2 separate regions of the Columba livia genome follow, and region 2 is linked to region 1. The links are chromatin contacts, called in public Hi-C maps. All regions are on one chromosome and are shown on one strand. Each heading gives the region's core, a stretch centred on a gene start, on an enhancer-like site or on the middle of the called end of the contact. The rest is flanking DNA. Distances are from core to core; before and after follow the strand shown.

Evidence for each region. Hi-C and Micro-C count contacts between places; a contact is called where the count stands out from the background.
Region 2: a Hi-C map of liver shows a contact between it and region 1, with 2.2 times the contacts expected there. The contact joins two enhancer-like sites. A contact is called at or near these places in 2 of 2 Hi-C or Micro-C datasets (crop and liver).

Annotation. Positions count from the first base shown.
Region 1 is chr8:18,497,327-18,504,262 of bColLiv1.pat.W.v2, forward strand. It overlaps DENND1B (DENN domain containing 1B), which reads right to left. Exons shown (of 22, transcript XM_065072352.1): 20 at 1,653-1,732; 21 at 253-469. Among named protein-coding and RNA genes, the nearest start is that of CRB1, 130 kb to the left of the region's middle. Within about 2 kb of position 4,480, at least 2 of the 3 cell types and tissues checked have an H3K27ac peak away from gene starts, as active enhancers do.
Region 2 is chr8:18,696,122-18,703,057 of bColLiv1.pat.W.v2, forward strand. LHX9 (LIM homeobox 9) reads left to right here. Exons shown (of 6, transcript XM_065072360.1): 2 at 1,317-1,435; 3 at 3,153-3,355; 4 at 4,182-4,537. The coding sequence starts at 1,319. Among named protein-coding and RNA genes, the nearest start is that of LHX9, 7.9 kb to the left of the region's middle. Within about 2 kb of position 4,095, at least 2 of the 3 cell types and tissues checked have an H3K27ac peak away from gene starts, as active enhancers do.

The DNA.
Region 1 (6,936 bases), core at 3,230-5,729:
ACTGGCATAAGGGAAAAATACAGTCCCAAGATGGTTTGGCAAACTGGACAAAGGTGTAATCAATCTCTTAGCTGGTGAAAAACTGTCATGCAGTGGCCAGGATGGGTGTATGGGTACGTAGTCCTAGGAAGACACACTAGCAAGTCTAAGGACTCTGTTGCAGTGTCTGAACTGCATGTTGCTGATTCCACAAGTGCAGGATTCCACTATAAAGGGACTGGAGTTGTTTTTAAATGAAAGCAGAAGACTAACCGCAGTCTTGTAATCAATGTCATCCATTGACCTAAAGAAATCCAGGCTCTTTGCTCCTGAGAGCTTTCCTTGATCTGAACTGTGCGTGCTCAGCGTGTCCAAAATCTCCCCGAGCAAGTCCATTTCCCCTTGATGTTGAGGAGTTATTCCAGTTTCACCAGAATCATCACTATCATAAAAGCAAGCAGAGACTTCTTCACTGTCTTCTGACGACAATCTGAAAACAAAAACTTTTCCATCAGCTAGGAACATAAAAGCCATTTCGTTACAGTCACTTCTGAAAGTAAGTGGGAGAATGTGCTCCAAGACTTTTGAAACGGAACATAAACCCAGAATTTCTTTCTATTCAAGAACCTTCCTAAGATGTATAATATCTATGGAGATGCAGTTACCATAACCTGGTTTTCCTGTCTCCTGGCTCTTCCCCAAACACTCTATTTATTTCAAGTCACCCCCAATACAACTTCCCAAATCTTCCCCCCAAATTTTAGTTATTCCAAAATTGGTTCCTCTTTTCCCTTGTCTACACCTTATATTTAGGTCAGTTTTGTAACACCTCTTCTGCTGATCTAGCAACATACTTCGTTCTAGTGGCAAGACTCTCATACTACAACTCTCTGTCATAAGACCAGATTTACTGGAGTACTGCCTATCTGCAAGGAGAACTGGTGCTTTTGCCTCTTATTTTCTCTTTCATTCATTGCAACACCCTTATCTCTGACCCCCATGCTACTGCAGTCTTTCCCTATCTGTCTATCCAGAATGCTACTACAAAAGGTTATTTCCATGGCTCACTGTTTTGATAATGTTAATATTGTTTAAACATTACAGTAGCTCCTTCTTCCCTACTGCATCATAGCTTAAGCTGCTTGACTTTGCTTTCAAGGTCTTTCCTGGTTCATATCCATATATTCATTATCAAAAATCTCCTGAATTCAATTAGAGAATGCCTCAGTGCAGCTTAAGCCTCAACTTATGATTTGCCTTCAATTCACACATAGGAAGACCTTGATATAACACTAATAAGGCAATAATTCTCTTTCAGACCCTTCAGAAAACTTGCCATCATCATGACCACAAGACTTAAAGAATAGATTAGCTGAGGTCACTGCCCACCATGTTTATGAACATTATTTCACAGCTTTTTATTTTGAGTCTGTGAAAACTGAGGATTATGCCAAGCTCTTATTTGCACTATAAATAATAAAAGGATATAATAGTCTGTCCCTCTTTTTATAAGCAGATTTAATCCTAAACTGCTTAACATCATGCAGATCAAGAATCAAGGTAGCAGCCCGGACAGGAGAAAAATTAGTCTCTTGAAGTCCACTTTGCCAAATAACACCAGTTAAACTTTCTCCGATACTTTCTCCATAAACATGTCCCAACAGGCTTCTTACTTGCTTGTTCTCTCCATTTCATCATCATCGTCTTCATCCAAAGCAAAATCCTGGTTACTGAGATGCTGGTTGAAACGAGTCTGGAAGATAGAAAAGTAACATTATTATTTTTGTCTATTTTTTTCTATTTCAGCATTACTTATTTGGAGACTAGCTGCACTTTACTCACTAAGACTTCCTGAGCACTTGATGAGGGAAAACACATATTGATAAGTCTTCTAAAGGTTGTTATAAGAGGACATGAAGTCCTCAAGCATCACCAATTACAGAGCAAAAAAACAATTTTATCTTCACGGCCTATGGAGAGCCTTATTATTTATGCAAAGCCTGGACTTCCTTATTATTTATACAAAGCCTTGATTAGCAGAAGACTGGCTATTGGAGGAAAAGCATCACTCAAGTCTACTGCCTACACCTTCTTACAAGTATATCACAAAAACACTGTGGGTTATTACTTTCAGAAATATCTGTCTAGTTTTGGTTGATGTAGTCTACTGTGCATGAAGAAAAACGGACTACTGAAGTAGCAAACACAAATAAAGTCAGGAATCTCTTTACATAACTATATTGATGTTAGGGTGTTAAACAGAAACGCAGAGTAAGTAGTACAACAGCTCAAAAAGTGTGCACTAAGAACGCCTTTCTGCAGGATAATTTAGTGTACATTACAGTTAACTCACAGTTAGCATATACTCAGAGCATCCCATGGGGAACTTGTGTAGAGCAGCTGTAAATTCACACTCTACCATACTGCGTATTCAGTAACCTGTTATATCACCTTATTATTTAGCAAACAGAACAGGCTAAAGACTTCTACAATACTTGAAAAAACATCTCTATCTTGACCAGAACATTTAAGTCAGGAATTTTAGTCACTTGTGTTTCACAAATGACTTTCTTAAGGCCTGTGCATCTCTTACACTTGTTTCACATCAAAAACCTGCAAAGATGAACTATAAAGGCAATCAATCCACTGAAGAGATTCTGACCCTTGGAAAACTGGCCAAAATTTAAAGACATATGGATAGAATTTGTGCAAAGGGAAAACAGCGTTAGCTAACTTTAAAGAAAATCATATGCAAGCAAAAGGAAGTGCTACTGTCCCCATCTCATCATGCAGTTCACCAAACGCCTAAACATACAACAACCTTCCCCTGGTGGAGAAGAAATATGGCCTGACTTTCAGACTACAAGGAGCTTGGAAAACTTGTGACATGAGGATTTCAGTACATCACCTATTACAGATGTTGTCACTGTTCTACACATACCAGGATACTCTCTGTAACTTTTTCCCCCCATTATTGTCAGGAATGTCTCAATGTTCACTCTTTATAGTCTGATAGATTTGTTCTTGTTCAACAAGAGACAATCAAATTAAAGCAGCAAGTTTTGATAATACTTTCTATAGTTCTTCTTCCACAAAGAGGAAACATGTGGTTCTTAATGTGTTAATCCAAGTTAACAGTTGATAGAAAACAAAAGAATTATTAGACTGTTAAAAACTCTGAAAGAACCCAAACTAAGCTTCACAATAAGCACATGAGAGACAAACAATTGATTTTTCTAACTCTTACTGGTTTTGTAAGTTCTTTGTGTCATTCCCATCAGTGTTGTAATATCCCTGCTTGTAACTGAAGGGAAGTTAATGACTCTGTCTTAACTGATATTGTTAATTGGTTATCTTACTGATTACTGCCACAACTACAGTCACTGCTGCTGCTTTAAGTATTTATCTTCACTAGGACAATTAAAATACTTGGTTTCTATAACACCAGAATTCACTACTTCCCCAAGAAAATTCTGCCACAACATTCACTGTATTATAATTAAAGCTCTACCCCTGGAACTGACTCTTGGAGAGCAAAACCCTGTCTCTGTCTCACTTTCTTCAAATTTGCATCAGAATTAGATGCTGCCATCACATTTACTACGACTAATGTAAAGACAAAATTTTGCAGGAAAGTAGATTCTTTCAAAATGCTCAGAAGTTTCAGATAACAAACCCAAATGCAACACTACCTTGCCTGTAAACAGATCAACTGTCAACGGAATAAAATCCCACAAGGTAACACTCACTGATTTGTCGAAATAATAAATAATGTTTCAAAGAGCAAAGATGGCAAGTATCAAAAAAAGAAAATCAAGAAACAAAGAAAAGAAAATAAAAAAAGGGAAAAAAGTGAAACGAAAAAAGGAAAAGGAAGAATAGAAAGGTTGTGCATGAGAAGTAGGAACTGAATAAAATTAATTAGAATCAGCGAACACCACAGGCACAGCAGTGGCCCCTCAGAGCATCTACAAACAGTGTTATGCAAGGGTGTTAGAGAAAGCAAGAATAACACCATCTAACAGAATATAACAGAACATGTGTTGACAAACTCCCCCAAAACCCAAAACTTACTAGTTCCTGATGGTCAGAATCTCTTTTTGAAATAATATTTTTGTTACCAATTTAAATGCTTAGGGCTACAAAATTATACAGGAAGACTTTCAAGAACTAAATCAACCAAAACGGGATTTACATCCAAAGACAAAAAAAGCAAAAGGGGAAGGAAAGTATCTGGCTGTAAATAACAACATTCTCCAGAGTTTACAGCTCTGTGAGCTTGCCACGGAGACAACAAGCAACACATGTTTTTGAATAGGTGACTTTCCTCTAGGAGCTGTAATAAAAACGACTGCAAGGGAGGGGTATGCCCAGACTACTTTGCAAAGAAAGAAAAAGAAAGAAAGAAACTCTTAATAAATTCCAAAAGGAGAACCATAAATCGTTTTCAATGCTCCACTAGGCAAAGTGACATAGTATGTGCACCTGCACAAGCTGTCAAAGTCATTTAAGAAGTCCTTCCATTACTGACGTACCCTGCTGTTTGCAGTTATTTAAGCTTTTAATTTCTGTCTTTTCTGCATTTTGAAGTGTGTAACCTTTTTATGAAAAAAGGACAGACTTCTGTTTCCTTCCTGATCAGCATTCTAATAACAACCAGACCATTTAAATTTATTGCTGCAAGAAATGGTATGGTAACACTCCTTTCTTGCTGCACCAGAACTTTATAAAGTCTTAATAGACTGCTGTCATGTTTTTTTCTATAAAATGAAGCAACAAACTTAAATTACTCAATTGTTTGTTTTGCTTCTTCCAACTAGTTCTGCTCACATAATTAATCTATTATTTCACATATCTACTTCATACCAAAACATGAAGAAGGATTCTTTTGCTATTTCACATTTTTCTCACCATCAGGCACACTGCATCTCAAGAATCCATCTCCCATCCTGCTCAGAACATAAGAGGTTCAACACACTTAAGCACAACGATCTCTCACTCTCCACAAGCTACTGTTGAACCATCAAGCCTGTGCGTAAAGTACAGCAAAGGAACAACTGCGGCTGGACCAAAAAGGATATACATCCTTTTTGTATACATCATATGCATCCTCTTTGGTTTTCATCCCATTTCAAAATCTCATGCTGCCAAATCATGGAATCACAGAATCACAGAATGTCAGGGACTGGAAGGGATCTCGAAAGATCATCTTGTCCAATCTCCCTGCCGGAGCAGGAACACCTAGATGAGGTTACACAGGAAGGTGTCCAGGCTGGCAAATGAAATGCTCTGCTACCTATGCAGCTGCGGTAAATGCTGTTCACTGAAACCAGAAAAAGGTTCTGACTGTATAAACTGGGGTAGAACTGAACAAAGTGATAATAAGTCCTCAAACTTTTCTCTTCTGCTTGCTGGTAGCCACACAAAATGTACTGCTTTGGCATGAAAATGTAGCCAAAATACATGAATGCTAAGGGATTTAAATGTAAGATGGTTACATTCTTGATTGGGCATGAAAGTCAATCTTTGAAATGTCAGCCTTTTATTTAATGCTAGACCTTTCAGAAGCACCATTTCCGGAATGAGTGTTTAGTGATCGATACTAAGGCAGGAAGTTTAACACAGCTGCTGCTATTAATTGTCCTCAAAGTGAGAAACAAATAATATTTTGATAAATGGCAGTACATACATAATTTCACATTTACCAGCTACTCAATACATCAACACATATAAAGTTTCGGGAAAGGAAAAATACCTACTATGGTTTAAATCTATGAAGTATTGTTTCCTTTTTCTTAAAAAATTGAAGATTATTCAATCAGTAGGAGAAAGCAAAATAAATACAAGTCTGATATTATTTATGATACAGTATTTTATTTTACCTATTCTCCTCTACAACCCAATCACAGATGTAAATGTAGCTTTACCTCCAGTAGGGAAGTACAAGATCTCTCAATCAAACTTTCTAGTTAAGCACAACCTGTTGCGTTCCTTTCCAGTTAAAGACTGCAACCTAAAGCAATGGAAAATGGAATCACAGGAAAAATACTTCATATTAGACTCCAGAAGAGCTGAGACTGATGGAGGAAGAGGGAAAGTACAAAGATTAAAAAAAGGCAGTTTCTTAACTTTCTGTTCTTCAATGTCCTTTTTTTTTTCTGGGACATGGTACAACCCACCACAAGCTTAAAGGAGTACTAGATAGAGATACCAATTAGCTACATGGACACCAGATCAGGATAGATGCAAGCAATAATTCTGGATTAATTTCTGGAAATGATCCCTTCGAAAAATTAGTTGTGTGATTTTACTCACAGAAAGCAACACAAGTTAATGATGCCTCACAAAAATAATGCTCTGATATCAGAAAAGTTGTCCTGGATAAAATAGATATTATCTAATATGCCACATTTGCTTTTAATTTTTTTAAATTATTATTATAACACATGACTAAGATAATTTAAATGCTATTAAGATTAAATAAAAACACCCTTCATCCTTCCTTGGATAGAAAGCGTATCTGCTTTAACAAATTTAGACATATAGATGATACATTTGAAAGAACATGAAGTGGTTGGAAACATCCATGGCTGTACGCCATGAGACGAAACTATCATAAATTCTGAGATACTCTTAATTAAAATGATGGGGAAACAGAGATCCACAAAAAGGCAGGTTTGTAGTCACAGAAAGAAATCCTTTTCTGTGACAATAAAATGCATGCAAGAGCAGGAAATACCCAAAAATCTGTTTAGAGACACAAACAACCAGAAATGCGTACAGAAGAGTATGGGCACAACACTCTGAGCTGACACATAAGCTGTAACGCAACAAGAAATCTCCACTGACTTCTGCAAAGTTAAAGGGAACATTAATATCCATGCTGAGGTAGGATTTACTGTAAGTAAGGATGATATTTGTTGAGATACTTAGTCACTTATAGCACATTATAATTAT
Region 2 (6,936 bases), core at 2,845-5,344, 200 kb after region 1:
TTCAGGGGGGATTGAGGTGTCAGGAAACAGCCGGCAGCTGTTCCAGGGAAAGGCAAGGAAGAGTGGTGTGAAAAGTAAGTAGGAAAAAGGGAAAAGGAGGAGAGGCGGAGCAGAGAGGGAGAGATTGGCCGGGAAGGAATGCATCGCCCAGCACACAAAGATCGCTCGCAGCCCGCAGCCGGGGAGCAAGCGAGGGGAGAGAGCCCCGCAGGGGCGTCCCCGGACCGCTCCGCGCCCGCCCTCCCCGTCGGCGGCCGGGGCTGGCCCAGCCGGCTGCCCGCGGAGGGCCCGGGCGGGGGTCCCGTGGGGCTGCTGCTCCCCGGCGGCACCAGGGCGGGTACAGCCCCAGTAAGCGTTAGATCCGCCCGGGACCTGGGCGGGGGACGCCGTGCCCTCCTGCCACCGAAGGGCCCGCCCGCCGTCCCTCCTAATCACCCCCTCCACGGCCGCCCGGCCCCGGGGCGCGGGGCCGCTTCGTCTGGCCGCTTCGTCCCGCCTCGGCTGCCCCACAACGGTGCTTCTCTTTCCTCCACCCTTCCCGCGCCGGAGCGGGGAGCAGCGGTGCCAGCCCGAGGGGCTGCGGAACGGAGCTGCCCGCGGCGTGGCCCCGAGGGGAGTGGGGCCCCCGGGCCACCCTGCCCCTCGCCAGGCGCCGTCGCAGCCAACTCCCGGGACTCCGTGTTTGGGGGAGGTAATAAACCCCACCCCACATCCCCGACCGTAATGTTTGTCACTGCTTGCCCATCACTAGGGGTTGAGAGGAGTATGACAGGTCTTTGTTGTCTGAATAAAAATCAGTGGCAGCTCAAGGGAGAGGACTCCTCCTACTAAATTATCAAAAATGGGCTGGCTTTAGTCTCTTAACAAATTGGACAGAGCTCCGGAAAGCAGCAGTCCCAAATCCAACCTACAGGCACTGGGAACTTTAAAGCAACCAGGGACTGCTGAAAATAGCGCTTCTTTTGGTTTCTTTGTATTCAAAACTATATCCTTTCCCGAACGATTCTACTGCCCCAGGTCCAAGTCTCTCCAGTCAGGAGCCCCAGCTCTCCAGAACAGTAACAGATCCTTTAGCTCGCTTTTATTATTTTATTTTTTAAATTAATTATTACTATATTTTCTCCCCCTTGTTTGTTTTCTGCACATCTTCAGGAAGCCCTCGGTGCTTGTGCAAAGAGAAGCTCCTATTGCAACCTCTCTCCCTGCGCTGTGCGCCTCGGTGTAAACATTTTGGATGATCTAAAGACTCTGGGGTCTGTATATGGAAATAGTGGGGTGCAGAGCAGAAGAAAATACTTGTCCTTTCCGTCCCCCAGCCATGCTTTTCCACGGGATCTCCGGAGGCCATATCCAAGGAATCATGGAGGAGATGGAGAGGCGATCCAAGACCGAGTCCCGCCTGGCCAAAGGGGGACAGATGAACGGCCGAGAAACGGTAAGAGAGGAGCTGGCACTCTTTGAAAGGGAATCCCTGCAAGCATGGACCCACAGCGGACAGACCCTGGCTTTGGGGAGGAGAAAGACGCTGCTTGCCCCTGCCCCTTCCCTGCCACCCCTTGCTTGTAGAAACCCTTCCGAGGCTCCCTGTAAAGCCACCCGTAAGGCTGGGTGCTCTGCTGGTCAGGCTCAGATATACATTTGTCTAATCCATGTCGTTGCGTGTGCTCTCTGGAGTGACGGGGGGAAATATTTTAAATGGTAACAGGGCCAGTTTTTCAGTCCTCACAGCAAAGCAGCCCTTCGCCCCTGCTTGGCTCGCTGCGGCCGTTCTGCCCCGTCAGAGCAGGGCTGCAGCTGAAGTTTCTGAGGTGTAATTTACTTTTTTGCACTCCTGGCACCTCCTAAATTAAACCGCAAACCGCGACCGCTTACTTTTCGTAACCATTTTTGGTCTGAAGTGTGAGAATGATACAAAGAGGCACCGCTCTCTCTTAATGTTATGCCCTCCGACTACTTGGCTTAGCAGTAGTATCTCTTTTTTTCTTAGTCAAAGGACCAAAATCTTCGTAAATGTGCTAACGGATGGCGGAGAAACCGAGTGTCACGCTGTGTTTTGTGCGAAGCGAGATCTCCCTTTCTCCAACTTCTAGGGCTTCCGCCGATCGCGCACAAGGCTCTGCACACAAAGTAACGGCCTGGAAAACTGCTTTAAGGCTTTGAGCCATAGGGTCCTTCCCCCCTTCTCCTAAATAAACTCACGCTTTGTTATATGAGGATTTGCAATGTAAATTCAACTCGCCTTTTCAACTTCTGCAAAAAAGGGGGCGAGAAACACAACTTCAGATTGGAAAGTGAATGCGAAGCTGCCACTTTAAAACAGTTACGGCTTTAGGACAAAACGTTCGGGATTTTTTTTCCCCGGCTAGTTTATCGGCAAACGCTGCCCCAAGTTTCGGGGCAGAGCTTTTGTCTCCGCCGTCCCTCCATCGCCCTTTGTCCCGAGCGACACTCCTCGTGGGGAGAAGATTAGTGGGAACTTGCAGAAGTTTGCTGCTGAAAAGATGCGAGTTTTAGCTGAAACCAGCCTGTGCCACCTTTCTGTCCACAGCCCTGGCAAGGGTGGTGACCGTTCGTGTTCACTGCTTTTTACACCATTCACCTGTCTCCTTTCTCTTACTTCTGTTTTAAATGGCCTGGTTTTCTTTAGAGATGGGGTTTGGGCTGTTTTAAGCACGGGTGAAAATTCACCGGAAAATCGGTGCAAGCCTGCACTCTCCGTCATAAACTTTTGGTGCAGCAAAAAGGTATTTTCCCACTTCAAAATGCCTTTCTTGTGGAGTGCTCTAAGATTAAACCGCCAAAGTAACGGGGAAGCTCCAGACTTCAGCTTCGGGACCTCAGAAAAGAATGGGCTCCGCTTTACTCACTGAGGCCTAATCAGTTGCATTCACCTATTTAAATAACATTAGATCGTTAGGAGAGCTTTAATGGGCTAAACACGAAAGCTGAATGGCGGTAAATACTTTCCTAGCGGGAATGGTCCCCGTTGCCCCTCAAACTTCCCGCCGGGAGCAGAAGTTTGGTCCCAGGGAGCCGTCTCTTTGTGCAAGCTCCGGGCCCTGCGCAGTCCCCCGTCCCCAGCCCGGCCTGCCTGCCTGCCTGCCTGTCTTTCTCTCCCTCTCTCATCCCCTTGTGGTGTGGTTGTTTTGCAGAACATGCCCCCAATGAGCCCCGAGAAGCCTGCTTTGTGTGCTGGTTGTGGAGGGAAGATCTCAGACAGATATTACCTGCTGGCAGTTGACAAACAATGGCACCTCAGGTGTCTTAAATGCTGTGAATGTAAACTGGCTTTGGAGTCAGAACTCACCTGCTTTGCCAAGGACGGCAGTATTTACTGCAAGGAGGATTACTACAGGTACAGCAATCTGTCCCTATGGGTTCAAAAGCACACCCCCTTACAAGGCATTATGAACTGAAACGGTCTATTCTCCACATAGGCTTTCAAAGGTAGTTTTTCGCAGTCAGAGATTCCTTAATCCTGTAAACGTGTCCCCTCCGAAAAGTCTCGAACGTTTAAAAACCGAGGGGATCGACAAGGGGACACGCCGATTGAATATGTGTGGTGGAACACAAACAGGCGAAGGAGAAGACCTCGTGTCTCCCGCTGCTCTGCGGTTTCCCTCCGTAAATACCAGCGTTAAGACCTGACAAAGTTTACCTCTGCCCGTAGCTTGCCGGTGTTTCCGCGGGCCGGGCCCCGGGGCTGGCGCGGCGGGAGGGGCGGGAGCCGCGGCGGAGCCCACCGCCCCTGCCCAGCCCCGCGGTGCCAGGCGGCCGGGCCCGGGCACTCGGTCCGTGCGTATCGGCTTTCCCGGCGTTCAGCTCCCCGCGGCCCTTCTCGCCTGTACACGAATGGCAAGAGAGCGAGGACTGATTGACCCCCGGTCCGCAGTTCTTTATGCTCAGCAGCAGCGGGAGGGCTTTTGCAGAAGACCTAAGCTAACAGGTCAGCCTGGCAGACAGTGAAAGGCGTTTATCGCGGGGCCGTGGTGCTGGATCCCCGGTGGTGTTCCCGACAAGCCGGAGCACCGACGCTCGGCGGGCCGGGGGCCACCGCCGGCAAGAAGGGCCGTCCTAGGGCCGGGAAGGGCACGACCCTGGTGGGGAGAGGAGGTGGGCGGCACTGGGGTAAGGTCTTCCTTTACTTTTCTAGTTGATGCCCACTTTCCTGTTTCCTTCAGAAGGTTCTCCGTGCAGAGATGTGCCCGCTGCCACCTTGGGATCTCAGCCTCTGAAATGGTCATGAGAGCCAGGGAGTCGGTTTATCACCTGAGCTGCTTCACCTGCACCACCTGCAACAAGACTCTGACCACGGGCGATCACTTTGGCATGAAGGACAACCTGGTGTACTGCAGGGCCCACTTCGAGTCCCTTTTGCAAGGAGAATATCCCCCTCAGCTGAGCTACACCGAGCTGGCTGCCAAGAGCGGAGGGCTGGCCCTGCCTTACTTCAACGGCACTGGCACCGTGCAGAAGGGGAGGCCTAGGAAAAGAAAAAGCCCTGCCTTGGGAGTGGACATCGTCAACTACAACTCAGGTGGGAAACACACGCTGAACCTCCTACCCGCTCCTCCGAAAAGAGCGTTCTCGGGCTGCCCCTCAGCTAGGCAGTGCATAGCTCAGCCAGGCCAAATCTTGCTTAACCATTGGAAAATCAAACAAACAGCGCTCTGAGGGCTGGAGCGTTTGCAGGAAAGCTAACAGCAGCCTTCCTCAAAGGCTGTCTTTGCCTATTAATGTCAAACACCCAAACTTAGTCACTTCCCAGGATAAAGACCAAAAAAAAACCAAAAAACCACCCAACTCCAAAACCATAGTGTTCTTTCTCTATAGTAATCTCAGAGATACTGTTATCATTATTTGTGTTTTATTAGCAAAAAGCAATTCACCAGTTAGACTTCAAATTAGAAGTACCCAAACAGATCAGGAAAAAAAAAAAGAATAAAAATTATAGTATATGGCTCCTACAATGCTAATGCAGTATCCACATAACTCGATATAGCTATTTAATTTGTAGTAATTAATACTTTAGGCTAAATAATCCTGGTTTACTGGCATATAAACGACCAAACTGTACAAGAGGTCAACGAATAAATGTTGTTCTCTGTAACTAAACCCTATCAAATGTAATTCAGGATAATGGTTTCTGCTCTCTCAACAGCAGGAAAGGAACAAGTGTTACTCTCTATTAAATTTCTTCCCCTAAGTCCAGTCACTTAAGTACCCAAAGCATGCCTAAAATTACAATGTTAGGGGCCAGAGGTAAGGGACGTTCAGGTACGGTCAAGCAGTTCAGGTGGCATTTCATTAGAAGGAAGACGGAAGCAGGCTAAACCCGAATTAAAAGTTACCGACTCTAAAAGTTATTTTAGCGTGGACGGCCAGGAGGAAAGAAGGGTGTGGGAAGCAGGAGCGGTGCAAGGTGTTTCCCCGTGAAGCGGGGAGCCGTTCCGGCCTGGCAGGCAGCAGGGGGCTCCGGGCGGAGCTGCCAGTGCTCGTCCCGCCGGGGAGCCGGGAGAGGGGTCAGGGCCTCCCCTTCCAACAGACGCGGGTCGATGAAAGTGCACAGATTTCGGCCCGGAACTCTCTTTCCCCCACCCCAAGTTCAACCCCCCGACACCGCGATTCACAAGCGATCCTCCCCCGCCCCCGCAAACCCCTTCATCCCCCCCGGCACCTCCTCCGGGGCTGCTTGGGAAACGGGCTCTCGCTGGGAACCGGGGAGCTGTGCGAGGCTATTTCATCTCCTCTGATGCGTAGATCTTGGAGCCAGGGTAATCACTGCGCTAATTGTTCCTTGTTAATTGAAGATGACATTGGAATCCCTGGCTACGGAACGGTTTCCAATCAATCCTGAAAGCTGCTAAAGAAAAGGGAACCTGTAGCGCAGCCAGGATTCTTTCAGTCCCGCTTCCAAGGGCGGATTTCCCGTACGCCCGCCCTTCGGTGTCTCTGATCCGCACACCAACACCCCAGGTCCCCAGATCCCTAAATGTAACCATTTCTAGGGACAATTTACCGTTAGAGTTAGGACCCGAAATGAGGGAGAGATGAAGACTTGTGGATATGACAAAACACCCCTGAAACTTAGGGTCAAGATTCAAGAGAGACATTATTCGCGAACTCAGTAATAGTTTTTGTGTGTTAGTCTTAAAACTCTCATTCTTCACAACGAAGGGACATAGATGTATCGCTGACTCCAAACGAGATTAAAAGGCACCACGTCTCACTTCCCTGAGATCTCACAGAATTCCCCGGGCAACGGAGAGGGAAGGGGGGAAAAAAAAAAACAAAGGAAAAAAAGCGCGCGCCTCTCTAATCTGTTGTTTTGGACTCAGTCTAGATGGTTGAGAAATTTGTTCTGTTAGGACTGGTGATTTTTTAGAAAGTATTATCTAGCAATGACCGGGGTTGACACATGGTCTCGAGAAAATACAGTTTGCAGCCAAACTGTGCATCCGGTGCGAACGACTCCAGCCCGTTGGCCCACTGCGCTCAAGATCCAGGGGGAGGAAAACGAATCTCTAAGAGTTACGAAATGAGTTGCAGTAGATGAAATCGCTACTCGAAAGAAAAAAAAAATCTCTATATAATTGGCAGCTACTTTCCTACACCCATTTTTCGTTCCTTGCCCTGTGATTCAGTAATTTGTCTTGCACGTAATCATTTACAAAGGGCAACCAGTCCACAGAAAATTAAATGTAGGATACATGACTGCCGCCTTCAGAGGGAGAAGCGAGATGCGGGTAGGAGCCCATAACGCACCCCCCAGTCCGCACTCGGGACCTTTCTCCGGGGCATTCGCTGCCCTCTTGCACGGCGGACCCGCCGGCAGCCCCGCCGCAACCTGCCCGGCACCGCGCTCGGGCCTGCGGAGCGGCGGGGATGCCCGGAGCGGCGCGGTTCTCCCCTCCCGGCCCGGGCTCCCCGGTGTCT